Linked DNA regions of Gossypium hirsutum: region 2 is linked to region 1. A link is a contact called in public Hi-C data. All regions are on one chromosome and are shown on one strand. Each heading gives the region's core, a stretch centred on a gene start, on an enhancer-like site or on the middle of the called end of the contact. The rest is flanking DNA. Distances are from core to core; before and after follow the strand shown.

Evidence for each region. A called contact is a pair of places that touch in the nucleus more often than the background predicts.
Region 2: a Hi-C map of leaf shows a contact between it and region 1, with 1.8 times the contacts expected there. The contact joins the promoter of LOC107937418 here to the promoter of LOC107962181 in region 1. A contact is called at or near these places in 4 of 34 Hi-C or Micro-C datasets (all in leaf).

Annotation. Positions count from the first base shown.
Region 1 is chrA06:72,351,255-72,356,709 of Gossypium_hirsutum_v2.1, reverse strand. LOC107962181 (UDP-arabinose 4-epimerase 1) reads right to left here and starts at 2,512. Exons shown (of 8, transcript XM_041115807.1): 1 at 2,250-2,512; 2 at 1,231-1,384; 3 at 708-832; 4 at 30-143. The coding sequence starts at 1,291.
Region 2 is chrA06:73,322,964-73,328,418 of Gossypium_hirsutum_v2.1, reverse strand. It overlaps LOC107937418 (NAC domain-containing protein 35), which reads right to left and starts at 2,624. Exons shown (of 3, transcript XM_016870290.2): 1 at 1,968-2,624; 2 at 1,556-1,824; 3 at 1-1,066. The coding sequence starts at 2,214. The coding sequence ends at 371.

The DNA.
Region 1 (5,455 bases), core at 1,263-3,762:
ACTGAAATATAAGGAATCCTGAATTATACCACAATAGTTACACGGTATGACTCCTTCAGAAGTCGTAAAGCAGCATGTGAACCAATATAGCCAGCACCACCAGTTACAAGAACATGTGTTACACCTTCTTCATGTTCGGAGAACTGGAATGACAAAAGTCAAGAATGGTAAGAGATTTCAGAAGTTGTAACACTATATAACTACAAAACAACTGGACTGATTCCAATTGTTCATATAAAGCAGCATCAATTATGTTTTTTCCTCAACTAGAAGGGAAGATGTTAACCACATTCGAAGGGCAAAGGACAAATCCACCATCAAGTGAACAGTTTGATGAAACTAAGCCAGCAGCAGGCAACGACAACATGCAAGGATGAATCTTATGGACAATAGCAAAGGGTCCAGCTATAATTGCTAGTGAAGCCCCAGAAATATAACCACATATCAGAACTAACTTAACAATTTAAAGAAAATCAAATAAAGAAAAAAAGTCTTATTGACAATGTCAGTTGTTCTTCAATTGTCAAAGTAACCAAGATATCTGCACTGGAAAAATGCGGCACAATCTTTTGATAGATTGAACCTGGTATTATAGAATCACTATGCCCCATTTTTTCTTGTGATAGAGAGAACAAATATTGCATATTAACATCGGTATAGCATTATAGAGAGGGAAGAGAAAACCAGAGAACGAATTGAGTACATACCCGACTTAGAGTATTGAAGTTTGGGGATTGCTTGAGCATGATAATGCATAAGGCTGTAAGGGTTGCAGCCATAAGGATTTTACCTACAAAATTGCTCTTCCTCTTGGGATCAGGATATTCCATTCCTGCAATAAAACACAAACAACAAAATTAAATTTACAGAACAATTTTCTTTTTCCAATTTTATATCATCATCAGCTCTGCTCTGCCTTAAAATGTAAGCAAGTCATATATCATAAATAACTTGAGAAAAAATTGAATATATAATTTGTTTTCCACACTCGGCAACAAATAGTTACTACAATTTTAAAAAGTAAACAAGTATTTTCAACAAAATTCTCAGCAGAAGATGGTTTGATTATCCAAATTTCAAATGAATGGGTAAAGTTCAAACTTTTTAAATGAAAATGGGAGGATTAAGTTCATCATAAGTAATAAGAAATGAAAGCGCATCGAGATTATATAAGAAAATGAACCAGAAATGGATTAGAACTTAGAAAATGAAGTTGAGAGAAAATGTTACCGGACAACGGCATGGATCTAGTAGGCCTTGGCTGGCTTCTCCCTCTTGCAAAATTTAGCATTTGAAGAAAACTTCTTGTGATATGAACACAATTTATGTTTCAATTTCAAGGATCAATCAAAGAGCCTTCCTTGGAAATGGCTTTGTGGCAAATCTGCTCTAAAAACAAAAACAGAAAAAGGTTAACAACGATTACAACATTTCTTAAAACATGAGAGAATCATAACATATACAGAAAATTGGTAAAATAAAGAAACAAAAATCAATTATATATGGACCACCCATTGAATTCAGAAAATAGAAAGGACACCACAAAAGGTTGAATTCGAAAATTATAATAAATTTAAATGGAAAAAAAAAGAAGAAGCCAGGATCATTTTCATATTACATTTCAAATTCCTATAATCACAGACAGAAGAGAACTTGAAATTCAAGATCCAAAAAAAAAAACAAATAGCAAGTAAATAAGAAAATAAAATAAAAATTAAAGAGATGAAAATAATAAAAAATAAATAAATAAACACATTTGCAATTCTTTGTCAGAGCACGTTTGGTCAAGCAGTAGAATAAAAAATTATTAATACAAAAAAACAATACAATTAGACAATTAAACATTTAATTTTACTTTGATTAATCAGAGACAGACCCAGTTAAGAAAATAAAGCTAGAATCTGAAATCACCTAGGCAAAGAAAAAGAATCCCACCAAAGAAATGCGACCCTATTCTCAAATGAGAAATCAAAGAAAAGCACAAAACGAAAACCAGGACTTTCATGGCAGAGGCACCAAAGGAAATGGAATAAAAAGAAATTTACCAGAAAATAAAAACAAAAGAACATTAATGAGACTTTGAAGAAGGCCAAGAAAAAACAAAAGAAAAAACAAAACAATGGAAAAAGGCAAGGGAAAGAGGGATGAACTTGGCATCAGCAAAAGGATCTAAACATCACATTTGTAATACATGCAAATATGTAATGCAAAGAAACTTTAGAATAAATTAAAAGCAAGAAAGAACCCACCCACGATGATTGAAAACGTGAGAGAGAGAGTAAACGTAAAAAGGCAAGGCAAGGCGAGGCGAGGCGAGGCAAGGCAGCAGAGCAGGTCCCTCCCTCGCTGTCTTAGGGCCTCACTGCGTACGTGTCAAATATAAATACTTGACATCTTTTCTACACTGAGAGAGGGAGACCAACAACAGTTGTAAAAGGCGGAGCACACCATTTTACAAAAAAATTTAATTACATAATAAACAAATTTTGATGTAAAGGCACTTCTAATTTTATTTACGAAAATAGATTAATTTTTTCATTATTTATCGGAAACGGCCGAAAACTACAAGACACGTTCATGTAGGAGCGCTTTTAGGGGAAATTTCAATAAATTTCATCCCTAAGCTAGCGATTTTGCCATGTCAGCACAAAACGCTCTGATATGGACGTGCTTTGCTGATGTGGCAAAATTGTTCCTTCAAGGACGCAACTCGTGTTTTTTTTTTCAACAGTCATTTAAAAATTTTAGTTGGGCATCTAACGATAAAAAAAACTATAAAAAATCCCTCCTATTTTTTTCACACAACATTTCTTCCAAATTTCTCAAAAAATCTCTCAAATTTCTCTATAAATCTCTCAAAGCTCTTTTTAATTAAATTAATTTCTTTAATTTTTTTTAAATTAGTATTATTTTATAATTTCAAAAATATTTGATCGGGTTAGCAATGGCCAGGGAATTAATTCGTCTCGATTATAAACATATCTATATTGAACAAATGAAAATGGTAAGGGTTAATTTTAATTTTTTAATATTATTTAATTATATTTTCATTTATGTAATTTTAATTAATTTTTATTTTATAATTTTTTGTAACAGTCTATAAATCGGGTTTACAATGTTATATTCGTAATATATCTAGAGTCCTCCATCATCATTATAGAAAACTACTTGAGGGAAGCGGGTTTTTGGCACGTGGCTAATATAGACTGGGGTTGCAAGTTGGACCCGAAATTCATTAGTGCATTAATAGAAAGGTGGAGACCCGAGACGCACACATTTCATCTTCCATGCGGAAAGTGTATCATCACTTTGGAGGACGTGCAGTTACAACTGGGATTGCCAGTGGATGGATCCGTACTCACAAGGTCTGTTCAATCTACTGATTGGGGAGCAATATGTTACAATCTTTTAGATGCAATTTCAAATAATATTTACGGAGGTTGGATCGAGATGGGCTGGTTACAAGACACATTCCCAGAGCCGGGGAATGATTCGACTGAAGTAGAAAAAATATGATATGCTTGAGCATACATCCTTGAGATGATTGGAGGTTATTTGATGCTGGACTTGTCACGAAACCTCGTACATCTGAGGTGGCTGTTGAAACTCATTGAGTTTAGAGCAGCTAGCGAACTTAGTTGAAGGTCTGCCGTGTTGGCAACATTGTACCAGGAGATGTGCAGGGCGATGCTACTAAATAAAGTCAAAATCGAAGGTTGTCTATCACTACTACAATCATGGGCTCGGTTTTGCTTTCCATTTTTACGTCATCGAGTGAACCACCCATATACATTCTCAATTATAACGAGGTAAAATTTATATTATATTTTACAATTATTACATAGATTTAAAATATAATTTTATGCTAAAAATTTATTTAATTAGGTGGAACCATTTGACAAGTTTATGTTGGAATACCTATCGCTCTTGAAGATATACGGCTTCTATTAAACCAACGGTTGAAAGCGCATGTAAGTATTAAATAATATATATACATAACATAGTTGTTTTATATTTAGCATTTAATATTATGTATATAACTAATATTTTTATCATGTTCATATAGTTTCAATGGACACCATATGAGGATTCAGCAATTCGGGCAGTAATTCCGGATGAATTCTTTTAAAATCCGAACATTTGGCATGTTAAGGTCCCATTGGTCAACTATACTACTGTCAAGATGCACCAGAAGAATAGAGTGTTGCGGCAATTTAGATTTCGACAGCTGATTCTCGTGGCACCCGAAGTGCTCAATGATGAGCACAAAATTGACTTATGGCAATCAAATACGAATTGGTCGGTATTCTTCTCGGAATATATCAAATTTTGGGAAAATTAGTTTGATCATATACCTATTCGCGAATCGATCATTGTTCCAGAGTTAGTGTGCTCGCCAGATTACATGCCATGGTTTAGGATCCATGGCAAGCCATATTTGCTATCGGGAGAGCAGAGACGTAGGCAAATCCGTGTCGAAAAGGAACGACGGAACCCTTTAAATCCAAGGAGAATGGATGACATCACAGGCCCATCAACAACACCCACACAATCACCGGGCCGCCTCAAGCGACAACATCCACACCACAACCCTTTCAGATTATGCTAGGTGCGTATCCTAATCCTTATATGTATCCTAACTCTTATATGTTTCCTTTTTCCAGTCCTATGCCAGGTTGGAATGTATGGCCCGATGCATCTCCTTTTTCGATGACTCTGACTTAATCGACGATATATAAGTCATCATCGTAGGAGGGATTGCACGAGGTACCGTTGGGGAGCTCATCTTATTACCAATCCCCATCGCCTTATGGGATTCAAACATCTCCGCCGTGGGTGATGCAAACACCTTCGCATTCTTTATTCTATCAAGGTGGGTTATCCTCCCAACACCCACAACCAGAACAATCACAACCCTCGCCAGAGCAACCACAACCCCCGCCGGAAGCTAAACCAAGGAGGAATCTAGCGCATAACCGTCGACCACCCCATGTGGCACTGATTCCGACCGACACATACATTGATTTTTTTAATATATTTGTACAAACTGTTTTTATATTGTTTCATTTAATAAAATAAAAGTTGTTTTGAATATTTTAATAGTAAATTATTTTTATCTTTTTAATAAAATAGAAGTTCTTTTGAATAAGGCAATAGAAATAATACAACATAATTTTATTACAGCAATTATCACCTATTTCAATTTGAACATGTTCAAATTGTATAACCTGGATTTCTACACCATCCGCACAACTTCTGCTGGTTTGTTTTTTCCCAGATATCCATATTATTACGTATTCTACTCAAGCAAGGTCGACCTTTTAGTTTGCGACGCAATTCTCTATTCGGTAACAACTTAAATGGAGCAAGCAATACAGACGACCACTTACGTTCATCTAGGATCGGTGGGAATACGTGTCTCCACACATTGTACATGTATTCTATTTTGTACACT
Region 2 (5,455 bases), core at 1,375-3,874, 970 kb before region 1:
ATGATTCAGTTACATTACCTAAATTCTGGAAACATAATTTATCTTCAAGATCTAGACTATGTATGACCACTAAAGTGACGATAATATATATATTCCTTCCTTCCTCAAGTTGGAGCCTGCACTACCCCAGCAAGAAATAACTAAGGGAATCAAACAACCTCAAAGAAACCCAAAACCCTAATTGAGAACTAAACACTTATACAGTTATGCTAGTCCTGAAGGATATATCTGATCAAGTTCTAGCCAGTGAGATGGTGAAAATAAAAGCAGAGACATTAAAGATTAGAGACTCAGACTAGACATAAAAGATATCAGTAGAAACATACTATACATATCTATGTGTAAGATATGTAGATGCAGTCTACATCGCCTACTTGAAAGGATTGGTGAACTCCCTACTTGGTTCTGGGATTGGACTCCACTCCCACAACCGATCCGAGAAAGTCGTTAGTGGAAGTGAGCTGGGTAGCACGTTGAGTGAAAGCTGCTGAGCCTGTGATTGAGGGGGCAACGTAGAAAACTCGGGTTGCTGTTGTTGTTGTTGATAAGTGTTGTAGAATTGCAGCGGATTCATTGTAGCTTGTTGGTAGCTTACTAGCCTGTGAAGATCGTCAACAACATTTGATGAAACAGAAGACGAGCCCAGTTGAAAGAGAGTGGTGGAATTGGGAAGTAAAGAAGTGCAGCCTTGCTTAGACTGATTTAAGAACAGTCCCTCCTCTTCCATTATTCCAGATGGTAACCCAAGTGTTGTTCTTATAAGGGCCGTTGGACGGTACACATTCTGCTTGGAAAGTGCAAGGGCTGTTGTAACATCAGAAGTACTACTACTGCTCCCATCAGTCTCACTTATCTTTTCAATCTCCAGTTGTGGTTGTGATTCTCCTCCTCCAAACCCTTGAAACCTTTCCATGGCTTGTTGAGCTGCATCTTGGGCCTGCGAATATTTCTTTTCTGACTGCAGTCCTCTCGATGAGGTCAATGCCCTCGTTGGAAGACAACGGGGGAGTGAGGGGTGATCTTCAACTCCAGCTCTCTTGTACACGCGGCAAAGCGATATTTCAGCCTGAAATAAATTAAGGATTTGATGAAGGACGATGAAATTTCATGGTAAGAGAAACAGTTCCGACACTGAGCGTTCCTTTTAGTTAGAACTCGTATTCAATACATGTGAGGTCGGTACACGGTATGGGTCATTGAATTTAAATTAGTTCATGCACGTTCCTTACAGTTTTAAGATTAAAAAGAAAAATATTTAATTGAGAAATCAGTTAATTACAACAAGGCCTGATTAAAGTTGTTTACGATGTTAGCATGTTGGCTATTATTTATTTCCTGCTTTTGCATATCCAGCTGCTTACTAAAACTGAAGCTTTGGAACTCAAAAGTGAAGTTGAAAAGCGTTAACTTTTAGGAGAAGTACAAAGTTGAAAGCTTTTGCTTTCCAAATGAGAAATTAGGGTTAGAGACTGCACCACATGCAAAATAGGAAAAGAAAGGACCCCGGGCCGAAAGGGTTTTCATATAGATATCAATGGTGAAGGATGATGGGTACCTTTTGATAGCGTTCAGTTTCGTGGTGAGGCAAGCGATACTCGTTCATAATCCAACTGCTTCGGATGCCTTTGGGGGCTTTTCCGGAGTAGAAGACTAGGGTTTTCTTGAGGCCAATAGATCGAGAATTCTCTCCCCGAATCATGCGGTCAGCTCCCGTTGCCTTCCAGTAGCCTGAAGTCGTGACACGATTCGGTCGATCTCCGTTTCTGTACTTTCTGTCTCTAGGCACGTAGAAGAACCATTCCTTCTCCCCAATCGCTGCCATGGCTGATGCCCCAGAAAATCAAAATACCCAAAAACAAAACAAGAATCACTGCGATTGATTGTTGTAGCTCGATCGATATATATATAAATGTATGTAGGAAGTATGGTAGTGATTAATACAGAGAAAATATATATTATATATATACCAGGAAGTTCCCAAGGGTCATAGCGATATAGATCAAGAAAAGTAATGAGTTCGACATTGAAGCGCTTGCCCTCTACCTTACGGCGAAGGTAGAACTCTACAAGTTCTTCCTCGGTAGGATGGAATCGAAAACCAGGCATCACCATGTCTTGTTCATGGTCATCTTTGCTGGAGCTGCTGCTGTTGCTGTTGTTGAAGTCGAGGTCAACGTTACTGGTATTATCGTTGCTCATGCTTGCTATTGCCATAAACTAATTAACCAACAATACTATAGGAATAATATTACGACTCATAATAAGCTGTTCTCCTCCTTCCTCGTCGATATCCTCGCCTCAGCCAGGGCAGCCCTCTTTATACCCTGAGAGCTTTGTACGAATGATCGAGCGCAACAGCGAGTGGTAGGCAAAGATAAGATCTAGAGAAAGGGTTAAAGATTGTCCTCCTAACCAAATTGTAATTTGTGAAAAAGGTTATTTTTGAGAGAAAAGAAGATGTACACAGGATTGAGGGCCTACATAGGAGGAGGTATTCTTAAAGGTGTTTAAGATGAGAAAATGACATGTCTCTAAGAAGACAGGGTGGCCACAACCATTAGCGGTGCCCTTGGACATTTCTTTCTCTTTCCCTTATTTTCTCTTTAATTCCCCTTCTAATAAAGTAAAATAAATTCAAATTTAAATTGTTTTATGTTTAGCCCATTTATAAAAAAGAAATTGGAGATTCAAAACAATGCCATGCCACACATACTATATCAGTATAATACGCAATGTACTGGATTTATCAGTTTAACCTTTCAACTATTATTTACGTTTTAAAATATATCATAAGTATGAATTTCACTACACTAATTCATTTTTATATATTTATTTACATGGCTGAGATCCATTATTTTTTATCGTCTAATTTTCTTCTTTAATCTTCCTTTTTCCTTTTATTTGATTCTAAGATTTATAAAGCATAGCTATATGATATGATTTAATATATATAATAAGCATACTTTCAAATTTAGCAGAATTTATATATTTTATCATTTGAGTGTTTTTAGTTAATTTTAGTCTTTTAAATTATTTTTTAATAAATATATTAACTAAAACATTAATTTTTTTTAATGATTTGGCTTGACAACTCGCGTGCTAATCCACGTGTGCTTCATGTTAACATGACACTATTTATCTTATATGTCACACTGTCAAATAATTTTAAAAAATTATAAAAATTTAATGAAAATTCAAAAAAATCAAAAATTAGTATGAAGCACATGTAGATTGCTATGTGGATTGTCATATTTAAAAATTTAACATTTTAGTCAGTATTTATATTTTTAATAACAGAAATTCAACTGATCTTTTTGAACGATTGATGATCAAATATGACTTTTTTTTCTAAAGGTTGATAGCCAAATTTAACTATAAAAAGAATAAAGATAAAATTGATAAAAGATATAAACGTTGAGAACTAAATATGATATTAATGTATATCATAGTACAAGTTGCATGCTCTTTAGGGATATTTTTATGTTAAGGCTTTAATTTTTCGACAAGTGGTGCGCTTGATGATTGACATATTAACACTCTAATATTATGATTTTTTTTTATGACTACAGTATCCTTCGTATCTGTTATATAGTACATGGCTTTTCATATGATCCTACATTGGTAATAATATTTATGCCAATCAAGCTAAAACTCAATCGGCTTAGATATTACTATTTAATTTCACAATTAATTATATTTCTTTACAATTCCATTTTAATGTATTACATGATTTTTTAAATTTTAACTCGATTTAGTTTACTTTTATTTTTTAAGTCCCACGTGTTTTTCATTTTTAAAATTTAATTTCTAATTTGAAATTTTAATTTACTCAATTTAATACTTAAGTTTAGTTTTAATTTTTATAATTAAGCCCTTATGATTTAGGTTTTAATTTCTACTAGTTCCTTTAAACTTATTTTTTTACAAACTGATCTATATGTCATATATATATTTTTTTATTAATATTTTACATGTTTATATTTTTAAAGGATTTACATATAACATATATCATAAAGATTATAATGTATTGATTCATTTATATCGAATTATAAAGAAGCGTGAAACAATGATGAAATAAATGAATTTGAAAATGTGGAGTTTTGTCTCACATATTTTTTTGGCTTTTTTTTTCTAGTTAAATTCTATTTTTAGTTTTTCACTTAAACTATAATTAGTATAGGTTATTTTAATATTATTTCACCTAAGAATTTAGCCTATAAATAGGCCTTTTTCCACCTTAGAAAAATAATTCATTACACATTTAGGTTTTAGTTTTTACAAGCTTTCATAGAATTTTGTGTTTACGTTTCGAGGGTTCTTATTTCGGATTTCGGGGTTTAGCTTTATCTCCATCTTTTGTATTATTTGTTTTTTCCGTTTTAGTGAAATTCTCTTTACCCGTGATTTTTTATACTCATTTGAGGAGTTTTTCCACGTTAAATAATTGTTCGTTGCTTAATCAGGGTTTATCCCCAATAAACCAATATCAGAGCTAGTTTGGTTTCCGCAATCAACCTGTTCAGAGATAATAGCAACAAAGTTTGATATTGGTAAGTTCGATGGCATCACAAATTTCAATTTGTGGCAAGTTCAGATGATGACAATTCTGATTCAGAGCAATCTTGAGAATGTCCTTACCAAGAAGAAGCACGCAGACATGGATAAACAAAATGGGATAGGTTAGATAAAAAAAAAGCTCTATCCATAATCCAATTATATCTAACAAATAATGTGTTGCAGAAGATTTTGATAGAGAAAACAACATCCATATTATGGTAAAGGTTAGAAACCCTTTACACGACAAAGTCTTTAGCTAACCAATTGGTGTTGAAACTGTGGCTAACCGATTGGTTTGGATAGCAAGTCAGATATGCAAGCCTCGAATTTGTTAGCATTAAGGAAGCGAGACAAGAGATGTCGCTATTGTAAGAAGTTAGGTCACGTTAAGGCAGATTGTTACAAACTGTGAAACAAAAGGGCTACTGAGAGCAACGAGGAAGATTTAGCTAGTGCTAGTTTTGCCAATAACAAGGGTGATGAATTCTTGTTGGTGTCAACAAGTGAAAGCTCCGAGCTTATGTCCGAGTGGATCTTGGGTTCAAGGTGTTCTTTCCACATGTGTCCCAATAGGGACTGGTTCTCCCCATATAGTTCAGTTGAAGATGGAGTTGTGTACATAGGGAATGGTTCACCCAATAAGATAATCAATATTGGTATTGTTCAGATTATGATGCACGATGAGACAATTAGCACACTATTAGATGTCAGTCATGTGCTTGACTTAAAGAAAAATCACATCTCCTTAGGAATTTTGGACTTAAAGGGTTGTAGAATTAACATTGAGTCAAGCAATATTAAGGTATCCCGTAGGGCTCTTGTTTTGTTTGAAAGGTAAAAAGATTGGCAATCTTTATGTTCTGGAAGGATCAACGGTGATTGGTGAAACAAGACGTCC